Regions from separate parts of the Zea mays genome. Here region 2 is linked to region 1. A link is a contact called in public Hi-C data. All regions are on one chromosome and are shown on one strand. Each heading gives the region's core, a stretch centred on a gene start, on an enhancer-like site or on the middle of the called end of the contact. The rest is flanking DNA. Distances are from core to core; before and after follow the strand shown.

Evidence for each region. Hi-C and Micro-C count contacts between places; a contact is called where the count stands out from the background.
Region 2: a contact with region 1 is called in a Hi-C map of leaf, with 6 times the contacts expected there. The contact joins the promoter of LOC100192923 here to the promoter of LOC100381832 in region 1. A contact is called at or near these places in 7 of 25 Hi-C or Micro-C datasets (ear, leaf, leaf mesophyll and 2 more).

The regions. Positions count from the first base shown.
Region 1 is chr10:102,900,240-102,906,437 of Zm-B73-REFERENCE-NAM-5.0, reverse strand. It overlaps LOC100381832 (ABC transporter C family member 4), which reads left to right and starts at 4,857. Exons shown (of 11, transcript XM_008664854.4): 1 at 4,857-6,198. The coding sequence starts at 4,965.
Region 2 is chr10:103,063,188-103,069,089 of Zm-B73-REFERENCE-NAM-5.0, reverse strand. It overlaps LOC100192923 (vacuolar protein sorting-associated protein 54, chloroplastic), which reads right to left and starts at 2,907. Exons shown (of 19, transcript XM_020544869.2): 1 at 1,932-2,907. The coding sequence starts at 2,705.

The DNA of each region.
Region 1 (6,198 bases), core at 3,608-6,107:
TGAGCTCGAAGGTTATTCTTCCACCACGCGGGGAAGACGTCGTCGATTCCGCCGCCGGTGGGCGGACTGTCGGCCGCCATTGCCGCTGTCGCCCGGCGGTGGAATGAGTATCATGTCGTAGCTGCCGTCGAGGGACATGAACTCAAGACTCCCGAAACGGAGCACCGTCCCGGGTTGGAGAGGTTGCTGGAGGCTGCCCATCTGGAGCTTGACGGGAAGCTGTTCGTCAACACGCAGCAGGCCCCTACCTGGCGCGCCAACTATCGACGTTTCGAGACCGGGGGGTCCCTGAGCCGACGCGTGAATGTCGCCGCGTGCCCCAGCCCAGATGGGTCGAGCGCGGGGGCGAGCGCGAAGGGGGGAAAGTGAGGCGGCCGGAGACTGGCGTGAGAGAGGTGGGAATCCCGCGGCCTTCGTGTTCGTCCCGCGCCCAGGTCGGGTGCGCTTGCAGTAGGGGGTTACAAGCGTCCACGCGGGAGAGGGAGCGAGCGGCTTCAAGCGAGCGCCTGTCTCGTCCTCGTCCCCGCGCGGCCAACCCTCTCTAAGAGGGCCCTAGTCCTTCCTTTTATAGGCGTAAGGAGAGGATCCAGGTGTACAATGGGGGGTATAGCAGAGTGCTACGTGTCTAGCGGAGGAGAGCTAGCGCCCTAAGTACATGCCGTCGTGGCAGCCGGAGAGATTTTGGCACCCAGCTGGTGTGATGTCGTGGCCGTCAGAGGAGCGATGGAGCCTGGCGGAGGGACAGCTGTCGGAGCGGTTGAGTCCTTGCTGACGTCCTCTTGCTTCCGTAAGGGGGCTGAGAGCCGCCGTCGTCACAGGGTATGCGGGGCGCCATCATTGCCTATCTGGCGGAGCGAGCCAGAAGGGACGCCCCCTGCGGCCTGAGTCAGCTCAGGGTAGGGTGATGATGGCGCCTCCGGTTGACGTGGCTGGTCTGCGCCCTAGGTTGGGCGATGTGGAAACTCCTCCGAAGCCGAGGTCGAGTCTGTCTTCCGTGGCCGAGGTCGAGTCCGAGCCCCTGGGTCGGGCGAGGCGGAGGATGTCGGCTGAGGCCAGGGCGGAGTCCGAGCCCTGGGGTCGGGCGAAGCGGAGTTCGTCGTCTTCTAGGGCTGAGCCCGAGTCCGAGCCCTGGGTCGGGCGGAGCGGAGTTCGTCGTCTTCCGGGACTTAGCCCGAGTCCGAGCCCTGGGTCGGGCGGAGCGGAGTTCGCCGTCTTCTGGGACTTAGCCCGAGTCCGAGTCCTGGGTCGGGCGGAGCGGAGTTCGTCGTCTTCCGGGACTTAGCCCGAGTCCGAGCCCTAGGTCGGGCGGAGCGAAGTTCGCCGTCTTCCGGGACTTAGCCCGAGTCCGAGCCCTGGGTCGGGCGGAGCGGAGTTCGCCGTCTTCCGGGACTTAGCCCGAGTCCGAGCCCTGGGTCGCGCGAAGTGGAGCTTCCTATGGTGCCTTTGGCCGGGCCTGACTGCCTGTCAGTCTCACTCTGTCAAGTGGCACCGCAGTCGGAGTGGCGTAGGCGGCGCTGTCCTTCTGTCAGGCCGGTCAGTGGAGCGGCGAAGTAACGGCGGTCACTTCGGCTCTGCCGGCTGGGGGGCGCGCGTTAGGATAAAGGTGTCAGGCCACCTTTGCATTAAATGCTCCTGCGATTTGGTCGGTCGGTGCGGCGATTTGGTCAGGGTTGCTTCTTGGCGAAGACAGGGCCTCGGGCGAGCCGGAAATATATTCGCCGCTGGAGGGGGGCCTCGGGCGAGACGGAAATCCTCCGGGGTCGGCTGCCCTTGTCCGAGGCTAGGCTCGGGCGAGGCGTGATCGAGTCCCTCGAATGGGCTGATCCCTGACTTAATCGCACCCATCAGGCCTTTGCAGCTTTATGCTGATGGGGGTTACCAGCTGAGAATTAGGAGCCTTGAGGGTACCCCTAATTATGGTCCCCGACAAATAGAGATAAAGGTACACTGTGGTCTTCTAGGGGCAGATGGCGCAAGAAGTACAGTGCATGAATTGGCAGGTATATCTTTGGAAGGCGAAAGGGACTTGCTGAAAGTGGTCAGTGTGCATTTTCGTAGCAGAGATCTAGGCACGTTCTCGTTTATCCTCCTCAACGGATGTTTGAATAATTCAGTGCTAAGGTTTGCGAGCAAGCCTTCTTTCAGTTGCAGCTGCTATCAGATGGAGATTAGTCTTCATGCAGTGCTTTGGACTTGTCAAATGTTGTTACTCCCATTTCAAGAATCTCCCATGAGCTCATCACAAATCATTGGAACAATTCACTGGTGCCATACTACTTGGGATGTGTTATATATGGGGCATGTCAATTATCATTGAACAAAGATGGAGGTGCATGAAAGAATTTATATATTATTATGACAGTTTTATTCCAGCTAGAAGTGCTTCTACATATAGCAGCTTGCTGTGAGGTTTTCGCGGTCAGCAATAAGTTCATCATCTTCCCTTGGAATCCTGGTGTTTCAAAGGTTCTACATCGGCTTGGGGGCAAGCCGAAGAAGGGGGGAATGTTAGGAACGCATATGGGCCATCAGTTAATGGGATGTGTGCCATATTGGTGCACCTGGGTGGAGTATAAGATGGCAAGGACAGCACACCATGGGGACATCAAAGAATCATTTTAATAAACCTAAACTCTCTACCTCTCCATAACTATTGTTCATCTTCTCCACCCCTCTCCTCTCATGTACTCAGATCCTCTTCCTTCTAGAACACTATAGTTGTTGTGCTTCTCCATTCTGTTTCCCTTACTGCTACTTTCCCGAACTCTTCTTTAATTTTGTACCTAATTCTTATGTTCAGTGTTCTTCATGCTGTTGGTTGAGTTCGTGAGATTATAGTAGCTAACATGAACTCCGGCGACATTCTTCCTCAGTGATCCAGAGGTACTGCAAGGCGGAGCAATATGTGGTCTCGAGGCAGATGGCGTCGATGGTCAGCCCATCCAACGAAACCGAGCTCAACACCGATCGACCCCAATGCGCCAGGCGGCGGCTATGCGGAGATCTCGTCGGCGGTGACCCGTCATAGTCACACAAGTTCCTACCCGAAGTGGAAGGTTAGGAGAAGGCTCTGGCGCGAACATGCTCATAGTTGGCAACTGGATCACCCTGACCCCGACCGCATCGGCTCTATAGATGTCCAAATGGGCGGGCCGTGCTAGCCCGGCCCGAGCACGGCTAGGCCCATCACGGATTAGAACCATGCCGGCCCGGCCTGGATTAGCTAGCGGGCCATGCCGTGCCGGCCCACGGGCCCCAAGCGAGGCCCAAGCACGGCCCGCTAGGTCAATAATCGTGCTGGGCCGGTCCACGGCCCGACGGGCCTAACGGACCCATAACAATATATGACGTTTAAATGATAAAAATATTCTAAAAGTATGCATTTTTAGGGTTTAAACCATATTTATTAGATCTAAACATTTATTTACACCCACATAACCAACAAAAACACATGTTTATTGTGTTTTATACTCTATATTCAAGTATAATATATGTATTTATATGAAAAAATAGAAAAAAAAATAAAATCGGGCCGTACCGGGTCTAGCCCGTCGTGCCACGCCTTCGGCACAGGCACGACCCGGTGACCGGGCCGAGCCGGCACGGGTCCAGTTCACTACGTGCCGTGCCGGGTTCGTGCCGGGCCAAATCCGTGCCGGGTTTTGGGCCGCCCAACAAGCCCGATCCGTTTATACATCTATAATCGGCTCCCAACTCCAACTGCCCCTCGTTCCTGTTTGAATCGGGTGGTGTCGGCGGCCGCCGGTGCCGTGATGCCCAACGAGGAGTGGAGATGTGGGGCGCGAGTGAAGTTGGGGCAGCGAGGAGGAAGATGTACATGATCTTCCTCTGTTGCTCATCTTCTATGATTGTCTTCTATTTGAGAGCGTCTATACCAACACCGGCCGGTGAAAAAAATTCTAGGAGAAGAAAAGAAAACGAGAATAATAATGTCGCCAGATTAATAGTTGAATTGTAGTTTATGTCATCACGTAGAAACCATAGCAATGTATAGGACCAGTTTGAGAGTTAAATTGTAGTTTATGTCATCAGAAATCGTAGCAGTACACAGACACTTAACTAGTGTTTTATTAAAATAAAATTTCTTAGAATTACTATCTGAGAAAATGATAAAGACCCTGGAGGGGATTAGATTCCCAAACTAGCCCAAGCGGAATCCGACCACCGAATTCCCTAGAACATAAACTAGAGCCGTTATTTGGCTCAGTTTCGGTAAAAAAGTACCCTGCCCTCGGAATAGGATAGCAACGCGTGGATCTTTTGAAATAAGACATCAACAAACACATAACAAGACAGATACCATTTCACAGCGCAGTAGCGTGCGCTAAACAAAGCGCTATCAACATACAGTGCTACCTATAGAGTCCGTCCCTTTTTACTCTAAATCTAGCCTTTTTGTCTCTGAGATAAATATGAGATGTGGCTGTATATGTTATGGTGATGATAAAAATAAATGATATAATATGTGATAGTTGGTATAGAGTTGAAATATAGAGTAAATATAATTGTAAAATATTAAGGTATAGTATACAGAATCTTGCTGATAAGACAAGATATTACATTCAAAGTAGAAATTTAGAATTATATTAATGCGAATAGCCTTATATTATTAAAATAGGCTACATCTCGGAGAGGTCCGTCAATGAAAGCGGCATAGTATACCAGTCTCCAGAACCTTAAACAAGAGTATACAAAAAAATGGAGAGGGCTAGTCAAGAACGTCACAACTCACAAACCGAAGTACAGAAGCCACGAATTTCCTCGAGTTGAGTGTTGAGTCGTCTCGTCTCGTCTTATGTGAACCGAGTCAACCGACCCAATCCCCATCGACGGATCCCCCAACGAGTTCCGACTTCCGTTCCACTAGCAGTCTGCACTCGGCAGTCGGCCAGTCGCACAGCCAGAGAGCCAACAAGCCCGCAGGGCCGCCGCAGGCACACGGGATGGCGCTCCCATGGTGGCTCACCACCAAGGCGTGCACAGCGCCGCCGCCTGGCCCCGGCTCCTTCTCCGATGCGGTCGCGTTCCTCTTCCTCTCCCCGTGCCCGCAGCGCGGGCTCCTCGCCACCGCCGACCTCGTGTTCCTCGTCGCCTGCATCGTCCGCCTCGCCAGACGCCTTCGCAGGGGACACCCGGTGCCCGCGGCTGCTCCCCCTCCCGAGCGCGAGGCGCTGCTGCAGAAGCCGAACCATCCTTCGCCGCCGCTCGTCCGCCACGTGCTCGCGCTCGGGGCCTCCGCGGTGTTCGCGGCGGTGTCCGTCGTCCTCCTCGCGCTCGCGCTCCTCCTCCTGCCGGCCACGCCGTGGCGCGCCGCGGAGGGAGCCTTCCTCTCCGTCCACGCCGTCGCGCACGGGGTGGCTGCCTGGACCATCGTCTCTTCGCGGAGAGCAGGAGCTGCCCCGGAGGCGCACCTCCGCGTGTTCTGGCTCGCCACCGCTCTCGGCGCCGCGCTCTTCTCTGCCTCGGCAGTGGTCCGCGGCGCGGACGCCTCGCTGCTCTTCCCCGATGACATTCTCGCCTTCGCTGGTCTGCTTGTCTCCCTGCCTCTGGCATACATAGCGGTCACCGGCTTCACCGGCAATGTCACCAGGGCACAAGAAGGTGAACCGGAACACGCCGGTCCAGAGGCGCCCTCCTCGCCGTACACCACCGCTTCGTTCCTTTCGCGCGCTACGTTCAGCTGGATAAACTCCCTCATCACCAAGGGCTACGCGGCCGAATCCCTCAAAACCGAAGACGTGCCCCCGGTCTCTGCCGCCCACCGCGCCGAGGCGGCGCACGCCTTGTTCATGTCCAATTGGCCAGCGTCGCCAGCATCTCGGCACCCGGTCGGCGTGGCACTCTGGCTCTCTTTCTGGCCGCAGCTCGTGCTTACTGCGTTCCTTGGCCTCGCTCGTCTGGGGGCCATGTACGTTGGGCCGTCGCTCATCGATCAGTTCGTCGAGTTCATCCGCCGCGGCGGGACATCATGGGAGGGCCTTCGTCTCGTTCTCATCTTGCTCGCTGGCAAGGCCGTCCAGACGCTGGCATCGCACCATTACAGCTTCCAGGGACAGCTTCTGGGCATGCGCATCCGCGGCGCGCTGCAGACGGCGCTGTACCGCAAGTCGCTGCGCCTCACCGCCGGTGCTCGCCGAGCGCACGGCGCTGGAGCCATCGTCAACTACATGCAGGTCG
Region 2 (5,902 bases), core at 1,658-4,157, 160 kb before region 1:
CCTTATGCACCTTCTACTTTTTGTAGCAAAAAGCTTTTACATGACCATCTTTACCATGGTAGTTGTAGTGAAGACCACCGCCCCCCGCCATGTGTAGGAGGGTGTGTTGACGAAGGTAAAGGTGATGGAGTAATAGCAGGTCAAGAGAACACAGAACGAGCAGCCAACACTGAAGATGGCAGTAAAACAGCTGCACGAAGACAAGTCTCCTCATTACGAACATCTGCAAGAGCATCCATCAATGAAACAGAAGGATAGCGAGGGAGCAGTTGGGCACGAATAGGCTCAAACTCATTGCAAAGTTGAGTCAAGAAGTCATATATCCGATGAGACTGAAGGTCAATCAACTGATCAAGGCAAAACTCACAGGTGCTAGGGGACAACTGCGGACCAAGAGCATCGAGCTAAAGCCAAATTGCAGACATCTAGTTGTAGAACTCATCCACTGTGTAATCTCCCTGATGTTCAATTGATCCTAACGAATAGCAGCAAGGTAAATAGAGTGACCAGTACACTCAGCGATCACAAAGAGAAGACCACATCTGATGAGACCAATCAAAGTGAACAATTTCTGCATCAAACCGATCCTCCACACTAGCAGCAAGAATAGAACCAACAGGAGCATCCTCATTCAACCATAACTTGTAAGCACTGAACTGAGACTTGTATGATGCAATGGGGTCATCAAAATCAGCAAGAGGTTTCGCCTTGCCTTTCATCAGTTGCCTTTTCTAGTATTTGAGGGTGCACAGGAGCCGTGAGACAAGGTGGGCATGGAAGCTCGCCAGTGAGGAACTCTTGGAGGCACAGGCCACACATGTGCCAGCGCTTGCGAGGAACCCAAGCATGATAGTTGGTCCCATCAAATAGCAGCGGATAGCGATGGGAACACCACCGTTGGAGGAAGACGGCAACATCTCAGACAAGCAGGCAATGAACTTCTTTTTTAAGGACTTAACGGTCATGGAATTGTGAATGTGACGAGTTCATAGATGAAGGAGCAACGCAGGAGGCCTCACACAGCGCTTGACTAAGCAGAGGCAACAGACACAGGTGAGCAAAGTCGTCGGTGTGGGTGGTGGCCTACACGGGCGAGAGGCGGGCAGACAAGCCAGCCGACAAGTGAACTCTGTTGAGCGGTCGCGAAGATAAGCGCCGCTAGGCCAAAGGAGCCAACTACAAAAATGTGCAGAGCCGCAAGGCGATGGGACAGAGCCACCAAGCGACATGAGAGAGGAACAATTAGGGAAAGAGACGAATAATTCTAACCCTATTTTTTTGCTCATAACCATGTTATGAATAGCACAAATATTCAATATGAGGGCACTAGGCCCGAATATATACACCAATACAGGATACAGATTGTGTATAACAATGACTCTATATGAGACCGAATACGACAAGGACACATACATAGGCATCTAACAGACATAGTATCATTGTTTGCACTAGGGCCAAGAATCCATTTGTCCATCGCTGTTTTACATTGTTCCAATGTCGCAATGGAATTGCAAGCAGCATTGATGTTTAGGCCCCTTTGTATTGAGAATTCAAGCAGTCATGGGCTTATGAAGCACATGCACAAGATCAACTCCCCCGAACAAAGTCATGATACGCTTCCAATAAGCATTTACAGTGCCCACAAATAAGCAAACTAGCAAAGAGTGGAAATGTTCTTTCCATTTTAGTTGCGAGGTGTGGCAATGGTCCATCAACCAAAAAAAAAACATCTGTAAGTTTTCCTCATATAACAAGTTCCAGAATATACTAGTGTAATTCCATGTCAGACTACATTTTACATTTTGACATTTGTAATAGACCGTGAAAATATATGGCGTAGTGAATATATACAAACCATTTCGAACAACTACATTAGACTGATCAATAAGCAAGATGCAAGGAACGACAAAGTTGTCTGGTAATGCACTGACCAGCTTCAGCGCGGTAAGCGCCTGGCTAACATAGAGGATGACAGTGAGCTTCTGCTGCAGCGCCACAAGGTTGCCTCGGGTAGCATTGAGCTCTTGCACCTGCCTCGCTGCCCCGACGAGGTCCCCCGTGAGAACCTGGACCACCTCTCTGAGCTCGCGGATCCTCCCTACCGCCGTGACGATCTCCCCATCAAGCCCGCGCAGCCGGCCCTGCGCCTCATAGAAGGACTCAGACCGGAGTGCTATCTCCCGCACAAGGTGGGCCTCAACGACGTCGAGGTGCTGTCCGAGGCGCTCCTGCAGCGCATCGTCGTCGAGCGGGCAGGCGGCCTGGAAGGTGGGCCCGTCTTCGAGCGCGAAGTCCTCCTTAAAGAAGAGCGCGGGCACCTCACGGAGACAGGCGGCGAGGCCGGAGGAGGCCGCGGGGGCGCCCTCGGCGTCAGAAGAGGCGGCAAGCTCGGCGTGGGCATGGAGGCGGATGTCGGCGAAGCGCGCGAAGGGGTCGGAGACGGCGGCAAGGTAGGGTGCGAAGTCGGCGCGGGTGATCTCGCAGGGGTGCGACGGCGGCGGTGGAGCCGCATCGGGTAGCGTTATGGTGGTGGGCGGCCACGACAACCAGGAGTACGAGGAGGCGGCGGAGGAGGGGAGCGGGTTGTTGAGGAGCGCGGTGATGGACTGCGGGACGCCACCGGGGGGGCCGGTGGAAGTGGAGGAGTCGGTGGAGGAAAAGACGGAGGCGACGGAGGTAGTGCGGAGGGGCGGGCGCGACGCCATCGTGGCTGTCGGCAGCCGCAGTGGGGTCAGCGGGGGCGAGGAGGCATGGGGAGATCGGGATCTGCGAGGCGCGGCAGCGCAGCCAAGCTTGGTGGTGGGAGAGGTGTCAGATCCGGCGCCTGGACGAAGGGGAGAAGAGAGGGAGCAAGCAAGTGTTGATTTTTATTTTTAGTAATTAAAGCCTCTGTTTTAGAGTGTAACTATATATTGATTTCTATTTGATAGATTTTATACTGTTTTTTTAAATCAAACTGGTGTATCTATATCGTTAGTTATACTTAACGGTGTTAAATATTGATAAAAAAACAACGATAATTGGATCCTTGCCTCTGTTTTATAGTATAATTGTAGTTTTGACCTATTTTTTAGACTTCACATATTTTTATGACAATTCAAATTATTTCCACAACATTCCAAATTATTTTGACAACAATTTAAATTATTTTGTAATAATTCAAATTATTTCTAAAATAAAAAATATTTTAACAAATTATTTTACCAACAATTTAAATATTTTTTGACAAAAAAAAATTGTCAAAATATTTTTAAAAGTTTTGAAAATATTTCAAATTATTGTAAAATAGTTTGAATCGTTGCAAAAATAATTTGAATTGCTGTGAAAAAATAATTTGGATTGTCATAAAAACATGTAAGTCTTAAAATAGGGGTAAAACTACACCTATACTCAAAAATAGGGGCAACGGCCTTGTCGGAGAGGGAAATCTCCGGCCGGGTGGCGGAATGCACCCGCCCTAATCCTAAGATGATGAGGGGGCTTAAACGTTTTGCCTGTTGGTAGATGAACGATGAACTCAAGAACACGCAAGAGTTTAGAGTGGTTCGGGCCGCCGGAGCGTAACACCCTACTCCGCTGTGTAATGCATTGAGCTTGTTTGAACTTGTGAGCCTGAGCTAAGTCTAAGTGTGCTTTTTTTCTTTTTTCTCCTAACGTTGCATGCCTCCCCTTATATAGCTCAAGGAGGACGCGTACAAGGGTGCTGAGCCCCAACATGTGGGCCGAGGAATATAATGGATGTAATACTTGGAGTCGCTGGAGCAATCTTCTTGTACCCTGACATCCGCGATCTGCGTGGTATTGGCGTGTAGGGGAAGCTTCCCTGGCAATGCATAAGTGATGATGGACACAGTGCACCTTGCAGCACGGGCATATTGTTTGGCAATGGACTGGACAAGCACACCGCCTGCAGGATGGCATGGACACCGCCTGCCAGCTGAGTGGACAGGTGTCGGGGACCATAATTAGGGGTACCCTCAAGACGCCTAATTCTCAGCTGGTAACCCCCATCAGCATAAAGCTGCAAAGGCCTGATGGGTACGATTAAGTCAGGGATCAGTCCACACGAGTGACTCGATCACGCTTCACCCGAGCCTAGCCTCGGCCAAGGGCAGCCGGCCTCAAGAGACCTCTGTCTCGCCCGAGGCCCCCCTTTTTACGGCGGACACACCTCCGGCTCGCCCGAGGCCTTGGCTTCGCTCAGAAGCAACCCTGACTAAATCGCCACACCGACTGACCGAGTTGCAGGAGCATTTAACGCAAAGGTGGCCTGACACCTTTATCCTGACACGCGCCCCCCCGGCAGAGCCGAAGTGACCGTCGTCACTCCACCGCTCCACTGACTAGTCTGACAGAAGGACAGCGCCGCCTGCGCCACTCCGACTGCAGTGCCACTCGACAGAGTGAGTCTGACAGGCAGTCAGGCCTTGCCAAAGGCGCCATAGCGAACTCCGCTCCGCCCGACCCCAGGGCTCGGACTCGGGCTAAGACCCGGAAGACGGCGAACTCCGCTCCGCCCGACCCCAGGGCTCGGACTCGGGCTAAGACCCGGAAGACGGCGAACTCCGCTCCGCCCGACCCCAGGGCTCGGACTCGGGCTAAGACCTGGAAGACGGCGAACTCCGCTCCGCCCGACCCCAGGGCTCGGACTCGGGCTAAGACCCGGAAGACGACGAAACTCCGCCTCGCCCGACCCCAGGGCTCGGACTCCGCCCTGGCCTCGGCCGAACGACCTCCGCCTCGCCCGACCCAATGGCTCGGACTCGGCCTCGGCAACAGAAGACAGACTCAACCTCAGCTTCGGAGGAGCCCCCACGTCACCCTGCCTAGGGCACAGGCCCGCCACGTCAACAGGAAGCGCCATCATCATCCTACCCCGAATCGACTCGGGTCACGGAGAACAAGACCTGCGTCCCATCCGGCCAGCTCCGCCGGATGGGCAATGATGGCGCTCCACAAGCTCTGTGACGACGGCGGCCCCCAGCTCTCTTACGGAAGCAGGGCGACGTCAGCAGGGACTCGACCGCTCCAACAGCTGTCCCTCCGCCAGGCTCCGTCGCACCTCCGACAGCCACGACATCACGCCAGCAAGGTGCCAAGACCTCTCCGGCTGCCACATTGGCATGTACCTAGGGCACTAGCTCTCCCTCCGCTAGACACGTAGCACCCTGCTACACCCCCCATTGTACACCTGGATCCTCTCCTTACGACTATAAAAGGGAGGACCAGGGCCTTCTTAGAGAAGGTTGGCCGCGCGGGACCGAGGACGGGACAGGCGCTCTCTTGGGGCCGCTCGCTTCCCTCACCCGCGTGGACGCTTGTAACCCCCCTACTGCAAGCGCACCCGACCTGGGCGCGGGACGAACACGAAGGCCGCGGGACTTCCACCTCTCTCACGCCCGACTCCGGCCACCTCGCCTCTCCCCCCTTCGCGCTCGCCCACGCGCTCGACCCATCTGGGCTGGGGCACGCAGCACACTCACTCGTCGGCTTAGGGACCCCCCTATCTCGAAACGCCGACAGTTGGCGCGCCAGGTAGGGGCCTGCTGCGTGCTGACGAACAGCTCCCCGTCAAGCTCCAGATGGGCAGTCTCCAGCAACCTCTCCGGCCCGGGGCGGTGCTTCGTTTCGGGACTCTGGAGTTCATGTCCTTCGACGGCAGCTACGACATGATACTTCTTCCACCGCCGCGCGACAACGACAATGGCGGCCGACAACCCGCCCGCCGGCGGCGGAATCGACGACACCTTCCCCGCGTGGTGGAAGAACAACGTTCGAGCTCGCTCCGTTCTCTCCCCCGCCAACGGAGGAGGAGGCGAGGCCATCAAGGCCAAGCGGGAGGCCGCGCTTCTTTGGCCGACGAGCGAATCAACGCCCCCGACGCCCCGACGGATGGCACGCC